2 separate regions of the Gossypium arboreum genome follow, and region 1 is linked to region 2. Evidence: chromatin contacts called from public Hi-C data. All regions are on one chromosome and are shown on one strand. The core of a region is the stretch at or near the end of the contact, and the rest is flanking DNA. Distances in the headings are between cores, read along the strand shown. Region 1 overlaps LOC108460703 (leucine-rich repeat extensin-like protein 5). Region 2 holds the start of LOC108460862 (callose synthase 12-like).

Evidence for each region. A called contact is a pair of places that touch in the nucleus more often than the background predicts.
Region 1: a Hi-C map of leaf shows a contact between it and region 2, with 3 times the contacts expected there. The contact joins the enhancer-like site here to the promoter of LOC108460862 in region 2. A contact is called at or near these places in 3 of 5 Hi-C or Micro-C datasets (all in leaf).

The regions. Positions count from the first base shown.
Region 1 is chr4:114,936,671-114,939,370 of ASM2569848v2, forward strand. LOC108460703 (leucine-rich repeat extensin-like protein 5) reads right to left here. Exons shown (of 4, transcript XM_053026522.1): 4 at 2,544-2,700. Among protein-coding and RNA genes, the nearest start is that of LOC108460703, 5.2 kb to the right of the region's middle. Within about 2 kb of position 1,446, at least 2 of the 2 cell types and tissues checked have an H3K27ac peak or open chromatin away from gene starts, as enhancers often do. A contact at or near this core is called in leaf, where this site is marked.
Region 2 is chr4:114,902,265-114,904,964 of ASM2569848v2, forward strand. It overlaps LOC108460862 (callose synthase 12-like), which reads right to left and starts at 1,325. Exons shown (of 2, transcript XM_017760554.2): 1 at 1-1,325. The coding sequence starts at 1,122.

The DNA.
Region 1 (2,700 bases), core at 196-2,695, 35 kb after region 2:
TTTTATCAAGTCAGTTTTGCAGGCTTTGCCTTCTGCTATGTTATGTTTTTTATTGCTCAGTTCTTTATGTAAAAAGTTGGAGATGAAAAGGGGGATTCATTGGTACATGTGGGGTAATCTTTGCGATTCCAGAACTAAAAGAGATCTCATGATTTAGTTAAGTTTAAGCAAGGGTGGCGCATCATTACTAATCCTACTTCTTTGGTTGCGAGATTGCTTAAAGCAAAGTATTTTCCCACTGGGAACTTTTTGCAATCTAGGCTTGCCCTTCCCTCAATTGGAGGGGAATATGGTGTGCACGCAGAGAAGGATTGGTTTCGAACAAGGTATTTTAATTTGGGACGATGCTTGACTACCGGGTGAAGGAACTGGAAAAATTCAATCACCACGAATCAGCAATGAAGTTTACTAGGTTGCACATTTAATTGACAGCAATACTAAGGAATGGAAACAAGATATATCGGTTACCTTGTTTGATGCTGTTGACTGTGACTGGATCAAGTGCACTCTACTGCTGCACTCTGACCAGAAGGACATGACTTTTTGTGGCCGAGACAAAATAGGGGACTATACAGTACACAATGGATATCAGATGTTACAATCAGGGAAACAAGCTCCAAATTCCACAACTTGCTCCCTAGTACTATCAATTTTTACAAAAAGCTTTGGAAACTTACGGTCCTAGATAAGATTAAAATTACAAGTAGGAAATTTTTCTTGAATTTCACTCCTATACTATCCAACCTACGTGCTATGAGAGTTGTTGCCTCGAATATATGTCCAAGATGTTAATGTTGAGACAGTCCAACATGTTGTGCGAGACTGTTTTTGCCAGAAACGTTCAGTCCAACATGTTGTGCGAGACTGTTTTTGCCAGAAACGTTCGTGGTTCGCTTGGGATTACTTGGCCAGCAGCTCATGCAAATTAGAGTATGATGGAGTGGATAGAATTACTCTTTGAACGATATGCTGAACTGAAATGCAATCAGGGGCGAAGCCAGAAAAAAATTTGAGGGCCGAAGGAAATTTTAATTTTTTATAGTCTATATATTTATAATTTTTAAAGGATTAAATTGAATTTTTATAATTTTAAGGGGCCAAAGTGCAATTTTATTTTTACTAATTTAAAATTTTAAAAAAATTTAAAGGGCCTAAATGAAAATTTCCCATTTTAGGGGGGGCCGGGGCCATGCCTGCCCCCCCCCCCCCTGGTTTCGCCCCTGAATGCAATACGATTATTGTAGCGATTTTGGGAATTTGGTATGCCAGGAATATATTAGATCATGAGGGTATAAAGCAAAAGGAACATGACATTATTACGTTTTTACGGAGGCATTTACAAGAACTGGAAACGCTCCATCTCCCTTCTAATGCTAGTCCAGGTGAAATCTATGAACAATGGAAGGCACCCGGATTCAATTTTGCTTCTAGATAATCTCAAGTACGGGAGTGGTTATTAGGGATAATGATGGTATGGTGATGGGTTCGTGTGCTAGGAAGAACGAAAACATCTAGCTAGTGTTCAAGCTCTCGGTTTCGCTTTGGTGACGGGTTTTTAGAGGATTATGTTGGAAGGCGATGCAACAACTAATGTAAAGCCTCATATCAACAAAGGAAGAACGATCAACTATAAGTTCTACGTGGCAAACGAGGTGGCTCACCAATTGACAAGTGTTTGGTTGAACAGTAAAGGCACTCAATTTTGGGTTGAAGAAGTACCTTTCAGTGTTTGGGCCGCCATTGAAGGTGATCCTGCCTTTATTCTTTCTGTTGATCTTGTGGTCTAGATTTGGTTGGTTGATGCTTTGTGATGAAAGTTGACGAAAAATCGACATTCCATAGCATGTTGTCCTTAGGTAAAGAAGAGAGAAGGGAGTGGAAGAAGGGTGATGTCCTTTTCTTGTATATGCTCCTTTATTTATTTGCTTCCCAATGCATGATAGCTGTATAGGCTGTCGGGTTTGCCTTGATTATTTCTAGAGACGTTATACGTGTCATTAATTGAAGCTATCCATGTAGATTTCAAGTATATATACCAATTATTTAAAATTTCACAAAATTATACAAAATTCAATAATATAAAAATTAAAATTTTAGCTAAATTCTAGAAAATTAAATAAAATAAAAATTTATTTAAAAATTAATAAGTATATTGAAAATGTAAATTTATAAATAAATAAATAAAATCAAAAGTTACAGACTATCAACCTCGACAAATTTCGCCTGTAAGGCAACATTGATCCACGATCATTAATGCTAGTCACAGTCTATATTTTTTTTTTAATTATATATATATGTTTAGTTTTTGTTAAATTTGTTTTTAAAATTGTTTGAACTTTTTATTATTTTGTAAAATTTTAAATAATTTTTAAAGAACTCACTATTTAATAATTAACTTAAAAGAGTGAATCTCAACTTCCACCTGGCATCTCTGGTAAATTCCATTTTTTATCCACACAACAGATTGTTTCAAGGGAAATAAAGCTTGGACTGACAAATATAGCAGTTGATCTATCAAACTGACAGCCGGCTTTAAGACAAAGTTTGCGGTGAAAGGGTTACTAGAATTCGAGTGTGAAATCCAAGAGCATCACCACGAGTACTAGGATACAACAGGGTCACATACAATTTCTAGCAGGAGGTAACATACAAATACTCATATCCCTCCCAACATATACATTAGAAAAACCCACCTTTTTT
Region 2 (2,700 bases), core at 75-2,574:
GCAGGTGTCTGTCGAAACACGGCTATATTGCATCCCTACATCTAATATAGCCTGTAAAAGTCTCATCCCACTCCAAGTAATAAATACTGTCAAAACCTTAACTCTAACATTGTTACTTGTCAATGCTTGCCATGGATACCCCTTCTCTTCCCACGCTACAATAATGGCAGCTTGAAGAAACAAAAACAGCATCACCCAAAGCCTATCAAAACTCCTGTAAAGATTCCAAAATGACCTTTGCTCAACGAAACCAGTTTTCCTAACATGTTTACTTCTACTGGAAGTAACAAAAAATTTGCTGCCCACGTCAAGCGGCCAGTTGAGTTTCTTAAAACATCTCTTACTCCAAAAATACTCATTCAAATCATCATAATTCCTCCAAGCAGTATGTGGCGCCGTTCCATTCTTGCTATTGTCAACTTCCGCCTTTACAGTCTCGTATATCGGCTTTACCACGCAGTGCAAAAATGCATTTTCTCCCGATAACGACGGCATAACAGGCTGGCCAGTGTTTTCGTCAATGTAATCTTCTAAAATCTTGTTTAATTCCATGGCCATGTGATGGAATATATAGCAGATACATTCAGGCATGAACCGGAGGTTTGCAGATTCGCCCCAGATCAACAAATAAAGCCCCACGTACAGTAATTCATGGCGGTGATCAGAGTTAGAGTGGCAGCTTTTGGAGATCCATACGTTTGATTTCTTTCCTAAATAAGAGCACCAGTTAGTGTAGTTCTTGAGGAGTTTTCGGCGGAACGTACGAAGTACACCGGCATCGAGAGTGTCAATATTCTCTGGCGGAGGGGATAGCCGCATCTGAGAGTTGGCCAAGTGGAGGACGAGGTGTTCCCTCTGGTTCTTGACGTTGTCGTGCTGGAAACAGAAGAAGAGAGCTAGCCAGTCCAGGAGGTCCATAGCAGGATGCCATTGTCCATGAGGTGGTAGTCGTAGATCTCCAACCACGCGTAGAGCAGAAGCAACAGCTCGTACTTCGGGGAAACGGAGAGAAGGATGGTCGGCGAGGAGGTTGTGGACAGGTATTATGTTGTATGGTTCATCTTTAGGTGGAGTGGTCCGGGTCCGACCCGACTTAGACCCGGGGCGGTAACGGCGAGGCATTCTATCAAATAAAAAATGGAAATTTTGAAATTAGAGTTTGGAGATTCAGTTGCAGGAGAAAAGGTGGCAACTTCAGTTTTTTCTTTTCCTTTTATTGAAAAGGAAGATACTACTAGTAATAGATCTTAAATATGCGTATTAAGCGGCTTTCTAAAGCTTTTTTTTTAAAAACTCATTTAATAAGCTTTGTCATTAAATAAATTCATTTAATATAATTTGAGTAAATTATAAGTTACATTTAATTCATTTGATTGTTTTAAAAATCATTTAATAGTTTCTTTGTTTGTTTAGAGAAGTTGGATTATATGGAAATGACCAGTGCTGGTTTAATGTTGTAAGAATAAATTTAGACGCACATATTTCTTTTTTAAATTTAAACGCACTTAATTTTAAACTAACAAAATTTGAGTGTCAAATTGTATTTTGTTTATTTTATTCAAAAATAAGTAAATTAGTCCCTGTATATTAGATCAAAGAGTAAATTTATCTATTTCTACAATTAAAAACTAGTTCATGTATATTAGTATGATGTACACGTTGCATGCATCATATCACTATCCGGTTATTTCATCAGCCACACCATTTTTTTTGACAATACAAATAGATAAAATTTTTAACAAAATAATCAATTTACTATTTAATCTAACTCTTAGTACAAAAACTTTTATAGTACTTTTACCGAAATTTTGAATATAAATTATAATACTTAAATTGCTCTTAATCCATAAAATACAAACATATAATGTGGTCAAGCCTCAAATCTATCTGAATTCACAGCGAAAAATTTAATATTTAATACATTAAATACATTATAATCATAAAAAATACAAGTAGAATTTCATCGTTTATATCTTTTATCAATTTAACACTTTTTTTTATTTTTAAATTAAATTTAATTATTAATATTTTAAAAGAATTAAATTTTTTTTTTTAAATATTGACTAAAACATTAAGTTTTTAATTTGGTTGGCATGACAATCTATATAATAATCCCCATGTGCTTCATATTAATATGACACTATTTATTTTACATGTCATATAAAAATATTCAAGATAAAAATTCACAAAAATTAATATGAGATAACATTTCTATTTTTAAACTCTTTTTGGAAAATTTGACTCTTTCATGATAATAAAAATAAAGGTCCTTTCGGTTATGGGTGTATTTTCAGATATTGAGCTGCAAACACACTTTCCTAAAAGGGGAAATTGAAAGGGACACCCCTTTTTCAATTGCCTTAAACCAAAATATATAAAAATTCCAATTTTGAAGGTGAAGAAGACGTCAAGCAAACTACAAATTATTTCACAATGGTCCTACCTTCATCTTTTATTCTTATTTATATTTATTTATTTATTTAATCCTAATATTTTGAATCTATATAACAACACAGATTGTGTTTATTCATAAATGAAAGGAAGCTAATCAAAATCAGCAAATATTTTTAAAGGTGTCGAAATTAAATTTTAATTTTTATTGGTTAAATAATTAAATTAAAATTTTATTATTTTTAAAAATTAAAGTGTAATTTTATCTTTAATATTTTAAAATTTTAAAATTTCTAAAAGTTTAGATGA